2 separate regions of the Mus musculus genome follow, and region 1 is linked to region 2. Evidence: chromatin contacts called from public Hi-C data. All regions are on one chromosome and are shown on one strand. The core of a region is the stretch at or near the end of the contact, and the rest is flanking DNA. Distances in the headings are between cores, read along the strand shown. Region 1 has its middle 9.0 kb from the start of Gm30950. Region 2 overlaps Fancc (Fanconi anemia, complementation group C).

What was found. Hi-C and Micro-C count contacts between places; a contact is called where the count stands out from the background.
Region 1: a Hi-C map of the N1E-115 cell line shows a contact between it and region 2, with 5 times the contacts expected there. The contact joins two enhancer-like sites. A contact is called at or near these places in 4 of 39 promoter capture datasets (the 3T3-L1 cell line, cranial neural crest and hippocampal neurons), 1 of 484 Hi-C or Micro-C datasets (the N1E-115 cell line) and 3 of 115 datasets of contacts at active chromatin or transcription factors (astrocytes, embryonic stem cells and pancreatic cancer cells).

The regions. Positions count from the first base shown.
Region 1 is chr13:63,915,243-63,922,174 of GRCm38.p6, reverse strand. No RefSeq gene overlaps it. Among named protein-coding and RNA genes, the nearest start is that of Gm30950, 9.0 kb to the left of the region's middle. Within about 2 kb of position 4,809, at least 151 of the 459 cell types and tissues checked have an H3K27ac peak or open chromatin away from gene starts, as enhancers often do. A contact at or near this core is called in the N1E-115 cell line, where this site is marked.
Region 2 is chr13:63,334,746-63,341,669 of GRCm38.p6, reverse strand. It overlaps Fancc (Fanconi anemia, complementation group C), which reads left to right. Exons shown (of 15, transcript NM_007985.3): 8 at 1,195-1,351. Among named protein-coding and RNA genes, the nearest start is that of Mir3074-1, 37 kb to the right of the region's middle. Within about 2 kb of position 5,154, at least 61 of the 459 cell types and tissues checked have an H3K27ac peak or open chromatin away from gene starts, as enhancers often do. A contact at or near this core is called in the N1E-115 cell line, where this site is marked.

The DNA.
Region 1 (6,932 bases), core at 3,560-6,059, 580 kb before region 2:
AGCAGAAGTGTGGATGAGACTACATATATGATGCAGGCTATGGATATTGCTGCTGATTGTGTGCCAGAATGATTACTGAAAGACTACACTGTTTTCACAGCATGAAGAAGTTGGGCTGGGTCTGAGCTGAAAAATCCCTTCCTCCTGGCAAGCTTTTGTAGTGTTGGCAGGGGATATGTAGACTGCTGGTAAAAGATTGTTGCCAATGGTCCTGCTTATTTATGGAGCCGAATGTTAATACTATTTGCATGCTAGATAATATGTGTCTATGGGTGCAACAGTGGTACAACTGATATGGGATGCAACCAACTACTTTTTCATTGGATTTAATGGTCACTCCTCAGGAAGGAATCTATGTTTGTACTACAATAGAGACCAAAAAACCTGTGGCTGGAGAAGTCATAGTCCTAGTGAAGGAGTTACAGTGTGTCAAAATATGCTTTCTAAACATTTATGTTTACAACCAAAGTCTGTTGTTACTGTTAGTACTGGTCGGGGAGCTCTTCTTCCTATGAGAAGAAGTTACTACAGAGTCTCAACACTAGTCATACTGTTGAAAACAACTGACTGTTGCTGAGGCATGGTGGTCCAGTGCTTCTAGCCACAAATGAAAGAAAATAACAAAACGTCTATATCACACCTCCTCTCCAAAGCTCAGGAAACATGGAAAAGACAGTGGAAACAATGGAAGAGCTAGAGAAGGATAGAGTGTTGTGGAACTCTCCATCAAGCACAACATCTTGGAATCTGAACAGTTTTGATTACTTGCATGAAGCACGCAGACAAGATTGGGCCAGTCGCCATTTTCTTGTGGAAGAGAACAACTCACTAGGTCCACAACCATCCCTCATGGATACAAAAGCAGTTCACAGTCATATGGGAGTAAAGAAGCCTCCTGGGGGTGGGGGTAGCTGACCATAAATTGTCTACACTTCTATAAGTCACCTTTTTGTCATACATCTACAGTAACCCTAATTAAAGTCATTGATTCATCAATGTGGGTGGAATCATTTCTTTGGCATGTTATTGCTTTCTCCATCTGCGGTGAATGCACATAGACTCTCCAGGAAGTCATATAATGCATGTTTTGTTTTGTTTTATTTTGTTTTGTTTTGTTTTTATGGTTTGTAGTTCTTAGCTGAGACCAAATGTGTATGATAACTTTAGGACCAGAAGATCCCCTTATCTGGAATTTGGGGCTCACCAGTGGTCAGAAGGAGACCACTTTGTGTGTTGTGTGTTGGTCTGTCAGCCAGTGGCTGAGTCCCTGGCCTCTGAGAGATGTCCCAACTAGTTTTGAAGCCTTTGAGGCAACAGGATCTAAAACAAACAAACAAACAAACAAACAAAAAACAAAGATAAATGGTGTGAGTTAGAAGCCAGGGGTAACAAAGGTACCACCATAGAAAGTGGTGATAGGCTCCAGGGGCCCAAGGATGCTGGCTGCAGACCTGCCTCTGCAAAGGAAAAGCTCTTCACTGCTCCAATTGCTGTGGTACTTCATACCACAGTATCCTCAGTTCCTGAACAACTGGAGCAAACCTGACCTGGGCATTTGCTGCAGTCATTTCTTAGACTAAATCTGAGCTGAAAACTGTTCCTTCAACTCTCCTTTGCCCTCTCTTCACCTGTACCTTTCTAACTTTATTTTTTAACCTTTAAAACAAATAAAGTGAAGTAAAAAGACTTTTTTTCCCCTGAGCACTCACAGTGTTCAAACCTCTTTTGCCCACTTTATTCTGTAGGCATCCAACTTAGGATGTTTTGGAGAAATAAATTGTCTAAGATCACAGAGACAAGAAGCCTCCCTGGCGGGCCATAGCATCTACATAATCTACATAAAGTAACAGGGATTGCAAGATTTACTCTCCTGACTAAGTCACTAAGGTCTTCCTACTGCCTGCAAGCTGGTGAGCTCCAGAACAGTGCTGACCACAGGCTCCTGCAGACTTCAGAGAGGTGTATTTTAGGCTGAGTGTCACAGGCAATGGTGCTATAAAGGGTGGGATCTTAGAGCTGCTTGTGGTTAGGGCCAAGAGAACAGTGTGGGGCAGATGATAGCCCAGTCAGACCTCCATTTCCATATCTAACTCAACTGCCTGTGGATGGAAAATGAGGAAAAATCACATCTGTGTACTGAATTTGGCCTGACACATTTTCTGCCTATTCATTGAATTATTCAGTACACAGCATATAATCCATTTGGATAACAGTTAGTCTAGAGATGATAAGCAAATAGGAGGTGGCTACATGTGAACACCACACTATTTTACCCGAGGAGTTTGAACACCCCCTCACTAATTTTTGGTCTCCTGGAAGGGGGGAGGTGTGCCATAGAGAACATCTTTCATGGGTGTCGGGAAACGATTTCACGTCCCGGGCAAGCTGGGGAGACTGAAAGATAGGAAATAGTCATACCTTCCTCTGCCCCTTCCCACACACACCAGCATCCTGCCAGTGGGAGCTCCCCCTACCTCCTATTTCTAGCCAGCCCTAGGGCTGTCAGCAAATCTAGAGACCCTGCAAAACCATTCCAAAGTTTACGTCAGAACAATCACAGCCATACGCAGGCAGTCTCTAGACCAGGAACTACTTTGGTCCATCACAAATCCCCACAGCAGCAGCCCTTCAGGTCAGATCCACACTTATATTGTATAAATAGGAAACCGGAATTTTGTGCCAGGAAATGTATCTCAGAGCCCAGAGCAGCTGGGTGAGCTTGAACCAGAGCAGGAACCTTGGGTGGCAGCCTATGGTTGGCAAGAGGTAGCTCTGGCTGGGGAATGGGCAGGCATTGCACTAGAAAGGCCCTTTGGGCCTTGTCCTCTGTGAATGGAGCCATTTACTGGTGTATCCGTAATGGTGGGGCCGACTGAGTTCCTTGGCAAAGCCCTTGGCAGGCCTTCCCCAGTGGAATGTCCAGAGAGAAAACGTCCCCTGTCCTCCCCTGTGGCCTGTGTAACCTCCGGCCTGGTCTGCGCCAGGCTGTGCCCCAGCGCCCCACCCAGGGGTCTTGTTTGCTCTGGCAGACAGGGAGTCCATTCAGCCCCTCGGGTGGCACCGGGGGTGTCTGGCCTGGGAGGCCCTGGCTGAGCTCCGGCAGGCTCAGTGGCCTGCGGGGTTCCAGAAGCTTCCCCAGGCTCCAGTGGGGGCGGGGAGCTGACTTTCTTCTGGCCGCCGAGAATTACTGACTTTACAGGTCCGTCTTGCTCCATAAACCAGAAAGCCACTTCCAGCTGGTGGGATGGAGTCTGGTGGGCGGGTGTCTGGTGCCATCCTGTCCCGGCTGGGAGGGGTCCCCAGCGCCGTGGAGGAGCTGTGGTCTGTCACAGCCCCTGGCCAGGCAGGTTTTTATGGCCTCAGTTCTGGAGTGGGGAGCACAGGCCACATCCACAGGGATAATATTTGCTGTACCTGGTCCTGATGCTGAGGCCACAGCTTCCCTGTTCACGTTCCTGCCTCGCTATCCCAGTTTCCTTTTCTCCTGGAGGTCTGCTGAGACTTGCTTTTTGAATAGGGAAGCAATGAGTTAGGATCAAACCACAAAGCTCATGAAAAGACTGGATGACTCCCCTTGCAAGCTGCCACTATGAGGCACACAGGTCTGGAGCCAGTGGGAAGCCTGGAGGCCCTGTTGGCCCCTCGAAGGGACAGCAGACCCACCTGAAGGAACACTTGCAGCTCCAGTTCCCTCGGCCAGCTTTCCTGGCTGCCAGCCACTGCTCCTGCATAGCTGAAGGTTATGATGTTTAAATATTAAAAATGCTTAGCTAAATACGCTGGCTTGTTTTCTTTTGCCGATAGTAACAGTCTGCCCACAGAGCCCTTTCAAACCTCTTCAGTGTTTAGAAAACGGATAAGGTACTCATTCACTGACGCTCAAGTTTGCCAGAGCCAGGAATGAAGCCCGGGATTTCGTGAAGGGAGAACCAGCCTGGACCACACACATAGGCTGTTCTGCTTCCTCCTCCCTGCCCAAGCTGGCTCTCCCCTGCGCGCTCTCTCTCTCTCTCTCTCTCTCTCTCTCTCTCTCTCTCTCTCTCTCTCTCTCTCTCTCTCTCTCTCTCTCTCTCTCTCTCTCTCTTCTCCCTTCCCCCTCCCTCTCTGCCCTCATTCTAACAAACTGGCCATGACTGGCAACCAGAAAAATCCATAATAGAAGTCAGAGGGGGGCTTCCAGGGCTTAGAGGGCCCTTTGGTATCCAGGAGATGAATAAAAAAAAAAAATGGATTACCAAAGTGTGTGTTCCTATAACTAAAGAGAGCACACACACACACACACACAAAGCTGGGGCCACCCCCAAAACATCTTTTATGAGACACGGGAGCCAAACAGAATTATTAAAATCACTTTTTTTTTTTGGTGGGGTTACAGAAAGAAATACACTCTCTTCAAGAATAGGGCTGGTTTGGGCCCCACCCACTAGCTGCCCCCCCCCCCCCCACACTGCCCTGAGACATTAATTATCTCCCCAGCACGGTTGGAGGAGTCCTTTGACTTGGCTGGATATAGTATTTGCATTTATCAAATAAGGACCTGTTGGGCACAGGAGACCAGGGCTGGAGGAGGAGGTGATTAGGTGCGAACTTCTTTTAGGAAACACGAGCAAGACTCTGTACTTTCTCCTCACGAGTACCCATCCTTGACTGCAGACTTCAAACAGGAGTAAGCTGGATCCAACTGGAGCCCTGTGGGAACTTGGAAAGACGTTGAGCTTCTTTTATTTCAGTGTGAGCTCCAGTGTGTGCAGAAAGAATGAAGCAGTTAAATTCAAGAAGTATTTATGGCGCTGCTGAGACGAAATGAGGCAGGACTTGGCACGAGAGGCCAGCTCTGGGCAGCAGAGCCTGGAGCACAGCCACCTCAGAGCAGCCCTGGCCCGTTGAGCTGTGGCAGGGCAGCTTCTGATTAAAGAAGTCGGCTCGCACATTTTTGTTGTGTGAATCAGCTTTTTGCCACTGTAGCAAACACTCAGGATGATCAACTTATAAAAGACAAAGGTTTCTCTTGACTTACAGCTTTAAGGCTCTGGACAACGATGAACTTAGCCCAGTTCTTTGGGCCTGTGGGAAGGAAGGTATCATGGTGGCAATGTTTGACAGAGTCCAATCATGTCGAAGCCACAGCCCAGCTGGTAAAAGAGAGGAAGAGGAGGAGACAGGATTTCCTATCATTGCCCCCAGAAGGCATTTCCCTAGGAACCTAAAAATCTGCCACCTTGAGGTCCTGGCCGGGGGTGGGGGGTGGGGTGGGGGGTGGGGTGGGGGAGATATTCAGCTTAGGGAATCCAGTGCAAGGGGGTTCTTTGTCTGCAGTGTAGTCTGCTTGAGCATAGCTGTCCTACCAGTTGATGTTGGATATTGAACATCTGTCAGTATACATTGTACTAAGCAAGATAGAGCCATGGAAAAAGTGTGTCAGACAGTATACTCCTCAGCTGACATATGCGCTAACTCTAGACACGTGCCACACAATCCACACAATCATGTCTTCTCGGGGGCAGACAACCTATATACCAATGGTTCCCCAAGGTTCCTGTCACCTAGGAACATTGTAGAGTGTGTGTGTGTGTGTGTGTGTGTGTGTGTGTGTGCGCGCGCGTGCTCAGGAAAGCCATGGATCAGTGTCAGGTGTCTTTCTTCATCGATTTCCACCTTATCTTTTGAGATAGGGTCTCACTGGACCTGGAACTTTCTCACTTTCTTCATGGAATTCTCAGGCACCGCTTCCTACCTCAGGCATTGCACCTCCTACCAACATCATCTTGATGGTATTCCACTACAAGTAGCTTGTTTCGCTCTTTTAAAATGAGGAGTTAAAGGGTGCACCTGTAATCCTGGCACTGGGGAGGGATACACTCTTGGCTACATAGAGTCTGGATGCCTGCCTGGGCTATGTGAGACCCATGGAAAGCTCCAAAATCAAGCAAATAAAAAGGACACTTGTGTCTAGCACCGTGTACTAGAAGCCTGGACTGTTAGCAGCACATTTACTACCACAGAAGACATTTTAAGCCAGGCAAGGTGGTGAAATCCCATCACCCAGGAGACAAAGACAGGCTTTCAAAGCCAGTCTGGTTACCTGGCCACATGTTGTCACAAAACAACATTCCAGTAGGCTACTCTAGTAGTAGAGTGTGACTTTTACACTCAGCCTAGCTAGTTCTTATTTTCCTTGCAAGGAAGATAGGCCAGGAAGGAAAGAAGAAAGGCTTTGTCTTCATTCTTTCACAGAAATCGGTTATCACTCTATGAAGAGCAGTTAGTGTCTTGTGGCTTCTCTGTTGTTGAAAAGATACCCAGACCTCTGCAAATTTTCAGTTATTCTCCAACTGGAATGTAAATCAGTATACTGATCCTTTCCAAAGAGCTGAGTCATGGCCTCATTAATAATATAACCTTGGAGCCCACTTGTACCCATAAGCCTGGCCCTGGGAGGCATTCATAGCTTAAGTTTAAGACTTGATTCCTGACTAATAACTGCCCCCCCCCAACAATCCATACCCCCATTTTACCCTGCACAAAAAGAGGTCATGATATTTAAGTGGAATTTTAAAATGCCAAAACCACACAAAAGAATGCAGGCCTGGGTGTAGCACCCATATGCTAAGGAGGAGATCTCCACCCCATCCCCCCCCCCCCCAGAGCTAGTTCTGTATGAGCAAGGTCAGCAGGAAAGGCAACACTACCTTAGCCAGAGAAAGGCCGATGGCGCCATTAACAGCTTTTGCCAGTGGTTACCTCAGACAATGTAAATACAAAACTGGTGCTTGTGTTTATTTAAAGTTATTGGCATCAGGCTCTTTCCTGGTAGACAAAGATTATCTTGTTTACAGCAGTATCCAGATGATGGACAAGACTCTGTTTAATATAAATCTAACTATGCAGAGGGGGGACCCGTTAGCATAAACAACTTCCCTCAAGCAAAACAA
Region 2 (6,924 bases), core at 3,905-6,404:
GTTTATGACTGTGTGCTTGTCCCACACACTCTGGGGTATACCTTTACACTAAGATGGAGGAGGTGTGGGTGCCAGTGACATACTGAGCAGTACTCCTACCCAGGCAGTGCCCTCACCCAAGTTCCAACTTGGGAGTGCTCTTCTACATGCCTGTAACCCCAGCCGTGAGTGATTGTGTGTGAGGGTGAGGAAGTGAGTACATGGAGACAGGAGAATTGCTGTGCTAGCTGGCTGCCAGCCTAGCCAAAAGGAAGAAAAAACAACCATGCACTATAGTTTCAGGAAGAGACCCTGCCTCAAAGGAGAAAAGGTAGAGAGTGATAGAGGAAAAGATGTCATGCCATCTTGTGGCCGCAGCATACACTTGTGCACAGGAATACACACACTTCTACCACTGTCATACACATTTACACTGCACAAAAAGACAGAAGGCAGAAATAAAGCTACATAACATGGTTGGGCTCTAACATGAGGTCCATGATGAACGAGATTTGCATTTACAGTTACTGAGTATTCACAGGGTAGTCTCTGCTCTACATTATAGGTGTTAGCACATCAAATCCTTCTAGCCACTATTGTTTTTATATTTTATTATTTTTTTAAAGATTTATTTATTTATTATATGTAAGTACATTGTAGCTGTCTTCAGACACCCCAGAAGAGGGCATCAGATCTCATTATGGATGGTTGTGAGCCACCATGTGGTTGCTGGGATTTGAACTCTGGACCTTCGGAAGAGCAGTCAGTGCTCTTAACCGCTAAGCCATCTCTCCAGCCCAGCCACTATTGTTTAATAGATAGTAAATGGAGGCTCTGATGGCCAGGTAATGTCTTTAGTGCTATAGATTCAGGGTAGGTCTTAGTGTACTTGACTACTTCAAACATTTTAGACATAACATTTTTTAACTTCATGACCATACTTTGTGGACATCACAGGGCTTTTGTTCAACTCATTTTCCTCTTTCCCTTTATTCACTATGTGCTTATAGGTTTGGAAGGAGCCTCCATTCATGTAAGTTCTTAGGCGGGTGACTATCGTAGTATTTTGCAAATAGGTGTGTAAATATTGATTGCTGTCAAGCCGTGGTGAGAAACTTGACACACTTGATTAGTGATTTCCATTTAAACATGGCTTATTTTCTTTTTTGCAGGAATCTATTTCTGTTTAACCTTCTGCTTATTTCTTGCTCAAAGGGAAAAAATTGTTCTACCCACGTCCTCTGTGGTCAGCCTCTGGTTTCGGCATCTCCCCAGTCTTGAAAAAGCAACGCTGCATCTTTTTGAAAAGCTTTTCTCCAGCAAGATAATTTGCCTGAGAAGGATGGAGTGCTGTATAAGAGAGTCATTCCTGGTACGTGCTGGGCTTTGGTGATGAAAAAAAATTCTTAGAGGAATTGCTAAGAATAACATTTTAAGTTATCAAGTGCGAACAAATTCAGGATCTTTAAACTTCATCATTTCTGTTTTGTTAGAAGTGTCTAATGCCCCAGGGCTTTTCTGTGATCGGAAGTGCCCTAGCTCCTGTCTCTGTGTGTGTGTTGGTATGACTCACCTCTCACTGCTAAGGAGACCCATCATTTGCTTTCCTGCATTTGCCCTGCTCCACCACTCTGTCCCATTTCACAGGAGGAAAGAGGCCCATGTCCTCACCTATGGCATTTATAGAGTGCAGTTCACAGGGGTACCTGAAGAGGCCAGGGACGCAGAATAGGCTTTTTAAAAATACTGTTTTCATTTCAAGGAACAGATGCTTAAAATTGAAGATCTTGCAGACAAGGGAGAGAAGAAACCAGTGAGTACAAACTTAGAAAGCGAACTTACAACTCTTCATGAGGAGAAAGTATTCAACAGAAACAAACAAGTGCCGAAAAATGCTTAAAGCAACAAAACCAATGAAGACTTGTCTAAGTTTTCTTCTTGGTGAAGCTCCTGCATACAGAGGCCCCAACTTCTTTGAAGAGCCTAAGAGTCCTTCTAGAGTCTTGGCACCAGTGGCTAGGCTTCCAGGCAGAGGTCAGGGCCTGGCAGGTCAGAGTGTCTGCCTCCCATGGGGTTAGTGAGGTTCTGTGGAAACAGAGATAAAGACCACTGTCCCAAAGGAAAAGAAATACCAAAAAATTAAACGTCACATCTGCCAATATGACCTGTTACCCAATACCTGGTGACAGTTTCACCCTGAGTCCTCCCCCCCCACCCCAGGGAAGGCAGAGCCTGTTATCATTTAATCCAGTGGCAGGCTAACCGAGATATGAGTAGCTTTCAGGTAAACTGGTTTCTTGCAAGATACACAAAAGAGGAATAGGAAAAACCATGTGAGTGTGTGTGTGTGCCTGTGTGTGTGTTTGTGCGCCTGTGTGTGTGTGCCTGTGTGTGTGTGCCTGTGTGTGTGTGTGCCTGTGTGTGTGTGCCTGTGTGTGTGTGCCTGTGTGTGTGTGCCTGTGTGTGTGTGCCTGTGTGTGTGTGCCTGTGTGTGTGTGCCTGTGTGTGTGTGCCTGTGTGTGTAAAGCAGTAAATTGAGCAGAGTGCTGCACTGATTTGTTTCAGCTCCTCTAAGGCACACATGGGAGGGTCAGTTGAGCCTCGTTTAAAACCAATCTGCTTTCGTGGGCAAGATGTCTCAGTGGGTAAAGGTGCATGCCTGACAATGTAAGTTCAATCCCCCGGATCTACATTGTGGAAGAAGAGAACCAACTACCACAAGTTGTCCTTCGACCTCCACACACGCTATAATATGTCTCCCCTCTCCCCATAAATAAAATGTAGTTAAAAACAGTTTGGACAACATAGCAAGACCCCATTAAAATATGAAAGATATTTACTGTGTTCAGAGTGCTAGTTAGAAACCAACCAGAGCCAGGCAGTGGTGGCGCATGCCTTTAATCCCAGCACTTGGGAGGCAGAGGCAGGAGGATTTCTGAGTTCCAGGCCAGCCTGGTCTACAGAGTTAGTTCCAGGACAGCAAGGGCTACACAGAGAAACCCTGTCTCGAAAAAGAAAAAAATCCAAAAAAAAAAGAAGTAGGACTTACATGTAAGGTTAAGGATTATAGTGTGGCTAATAGCACAGCATTACAGGTGCAGTGCTGCTGTCTTCCAGGCCTCAGTAGCCTCTTCAGTGCTGCCGGTGCCTCTTGGACCCTGGGGTGCCTAGTGGAGGCAAGCTCCCATAGTAGTGCAGGGTAACGATGTCTCCACTCAGTGCCAGGAAAATGGGAGAGCATGTATCTGCCCTGGTCATTGGCTAGGCTCAGGAAGGTGCTGAGGCTGCCTGGCTGCCTGCAACATGACATCTTCTTTTTCAGATTGAGAACTGTAAAGGCACCACTTGCTTGAACCCCCCCTTCCCCTTTCTCCCTCCCTCCCTCCCTCCCTCCCTCCCTCCCTCCCTCCCTCCCTCCCTCTCTCTTTCTCTCCCTCCCTCCCTCTCCCCTTCTCCCTCTCTCTCCCTCCCTCGAATATGTATGTGCATTTGTATGCATGATTGCTACTTCTTACCATTTCCAAAAGCATTATATAGATTATTAAGGCTAAAAATAACAGTGCAACTTTCTTAATAGACTCTGTAGATCATTTAGAAGCCCCTGGACAGCCCCTTCCAGATTTAAGGTAGTAAATTACCTTGTCTTGTAAATGTCTCTATTTCTAAATTAAGTGTGCACACTGTGATGGGAGTTACTTTATCTCTGGTCTGTTTTGCTTTCAGTGCCAAATGAAGACACTGGGTTCTTTCCTCCCAGGTTGCTTGTCCTTTTCGTCATCATCCTTTCCCTCAGTGGAAAGCTCCCCGGTCCCATGGACTGCCTGACTGTCTGTTAGTGTTACTGCTTCTTCTCTGATGCTTGTCTGCATCTGTTAGCTGAAGCTTTCAGCCTAAGTCATCCTTCAGAGAACATAGGAAGGTGCCCCTCCCACAGACACTGTATTATGGGGACCTCAGTCTGGGTTGGGAGTTGGCTGTCACTTCCTTGTCACGCAGCTTAGAAGCAGTTTATCAGGATCATGTGTGGGAGCTTCAGAGCTTTTATTATGGTTGAGGGAGGGATTTAAGGGGGTGTTATTTGGTCTAATTTATTGTGGCATTGCCAGGATGTGACCTCTCTATGCCGTGAGGTTCATGGAGATAATTACAATACAGACAACAAGCTGGAAGCCCCTGATTGGCTTAGGCAGTTCTCCTCTGCCATCCTGAGCCCAGAGAGCCTGCGAGCCCAGCAGGGTAGAATAAGCCGTGACCTGGTTGAGTGATTACAGGGGTAACCTGAAGAACCTGCTTCCTAATTGCATCATCTGATTCATTTATCGCAGCGCAGCATCTTCCAGCATTGACAGGGCCATGTGCAGTATCAGATCTTTAAGACCCAGCTAGACTGCTGCACTTTGCTGCCTAGGAAACCTGATGCCAATTGCATTAGTGCTGGATTCTGACAGTAATTAAAGTGTGATGGTCTACATAACTTGTGTTTTGTGTGGAGCACTGTTAATTATATTCCCATCTCTTGGGACTATCCAGAATGAGTTCTGGAAATTCTATAGTTACCCAAATATAGCAAAAACAAAAGATAAAAGAGTTGTACAAAGTGTAATGATCTCCCTGAATGTCCTTCTGCCTTTTAGAGACATCAGAGGTCTGGCAGTTTCCGTTAAGGCAATGAATGAATAAGATAAGAGACTAGTCACCTTAATTCCAAACAAGATGTGTGTGCAGGCACATGTGTGAGCCTGTGAAATAAAAATACATTCTCAAACCGGTTTGTGTTTAAGGTTCAATCTTTGGCTTCTCTACCTTAGATTGTCCCCAATATCATGGCTGCCTGCCACAGTTGGTGGCCCCAAATAGATCAGGGTATTAACCCCAGTTTGTCATTTACTATGCAGACTAAAAGTTCCAAAACAGACGGTCTTGTGTTTCCTTTGAGAGAGCAGTCACCAGGACACCATAATCCTTAACCTTAGACCTGACCTTAAAAATTGACGTCAGGAGAAGTATTGAAAGCCACTTGCTAATTATGCCTCCCTTTTGGCACTGTGCTCTGTGCCCAGGCTGAGCTTGTATCAAGGAGGCTGTTTTCTCGTTACAGCTCTGTGTGTGGAGCCCAGAAGGCTATTGTTTGGGTTCCCTATTTGAGTGAAAAGGGCCAGCTGGGTGGTGGGGTGGCCTGCGCTTGGCTGCTACACTGTGCTACGTGCCAGAGCCAGGAGCACCCTGGTTCCCATGCCCTCCCTTGCACTCCTTCACGGGCTGATCCGCCTGCTGGCAGCCACCGCAGTTGGGCCTGGGAGAGCTACCCCAAAGAGTAGTTGCATGGGAGGCAGGAGGCAGGGTCTTAAGTCAGAGACTGTTACCTGGAAGAGTTGGTAGCTCAGTAAAAAGTGTCTTTGTCTATGCCAGCCTCAGACAGCTCAGTGTGTTCCTCCTGTTGGCCAGGAAGTGTCCTCATTCTTAAGAGGGCAGTCACCGCAGCTTCACAAGGAGAAACTTCCCTGAAAAATCCCATTGCTAAAATACAGCCAAAGAATTACTCCTGTCCTCAACATTGTTGGATTTGTTTCTCTAATGTTTTAGCATTTTCTTTCCCCGCATTTTCATTAGTGTACTTCTTGCCTGAACTCTAATGTGGTACATGCAGTTAAACCAGAGCTGGAGTGGATGGCTTAGTCTTGGTTAACTAGACAAGTGTGGTGGGGCTTTGGTCTGGACTGCACTTTCCAGTGTTAACCTCAGGGGGGCACCAGACACTCCAGCATTATCTCCAATGAAAACCCAGGGCGCAGGGTAATCTTCACTCATGGGGTTCCAGGCTTTGTAGCTCCTGGGAGATGAATGGGAGAAGGATCACAGACAGACCACAAGAAATAGTGGACCATGGCAGTTCTTCCTATTCAGAGGCCAGGTTGAGGAGCAGTGAGACCCAAGAAACTGCTTTTGAGCATAGACATACGGAGACTAGACCTGGAGGTATTTGTCCAGTGTGCAAAGCTGGACATCCTGTAACTTACACCCCCCACTCCTCTGCTTGACACTGAGACCTCATGTAAACTTACAACATAAGAGGACATTTGGTACTTGTTAAGGTTTTTAAGCCCAAGAATGACAGATTTATCACTAATTAAACAATAATTGCATTATGGGGTACTGAAAAAAATTGCTTGTAGTATAAACAACATCTGGTAAAGATTAAAAAGAAAGCTCAAATTTGTTGTAAGAAACCTGAATCTTTTAAAACAAAATAGATTCTAAAACGTGAAAGGGTTGTTTAGTTTTATGTTTAACGTTTTAAAAATAGAAAAGAAAATGCCATAAGGAAAGTATGTATTTATAAAAATAGTCATTTTTATAATTACATTATAGATGTGAATGGCTTTTTTTATATATATATAAGTAGATTTTTTTCTAAAGCCAAATCACTTTTTTAACTCAAAGGAGTTCACCATGAAGGCTATGTGGCTCTTCATTCAGAAGAGGCCTTTCTTTGGTTTTGTTTGGATTTGTATGTATTTGTGGCTCTGTAGTGACTGTAGTTGCCTTTTAACTCATATCTGTGGACAAAGAGGGCCGTCTCTTGCCAGAAGAGTAGGGTGAGCTGGCTCCATGGGAGATGGGCCGATGCTCTGGTGGGCAAACTGGAGGGAAAACTTCTCTGCTGATTTTCTCAAATGACCATTTTCTGAGTAAACATCAAACAACCTTAAACTCAGCCTAGAAAGGGGAATCTGTCCCGGACTTGAGCGGTCACTCGAGAATCTGTTGTTTCCTTCTTGGTTCTCTGACCTAGAAGACCTGGGGGCTTTATTCTTCCTAACCCTCCGTTGTCTTTTTAGGAGAGGCATTCACTTTTCTCTGATAATCACCTTATGAATACCTTTTCTAGTTCTCTCCCCCATCTCTCTGTCCCCTCCCCCCTGTCAAACACATGTACACACCCGG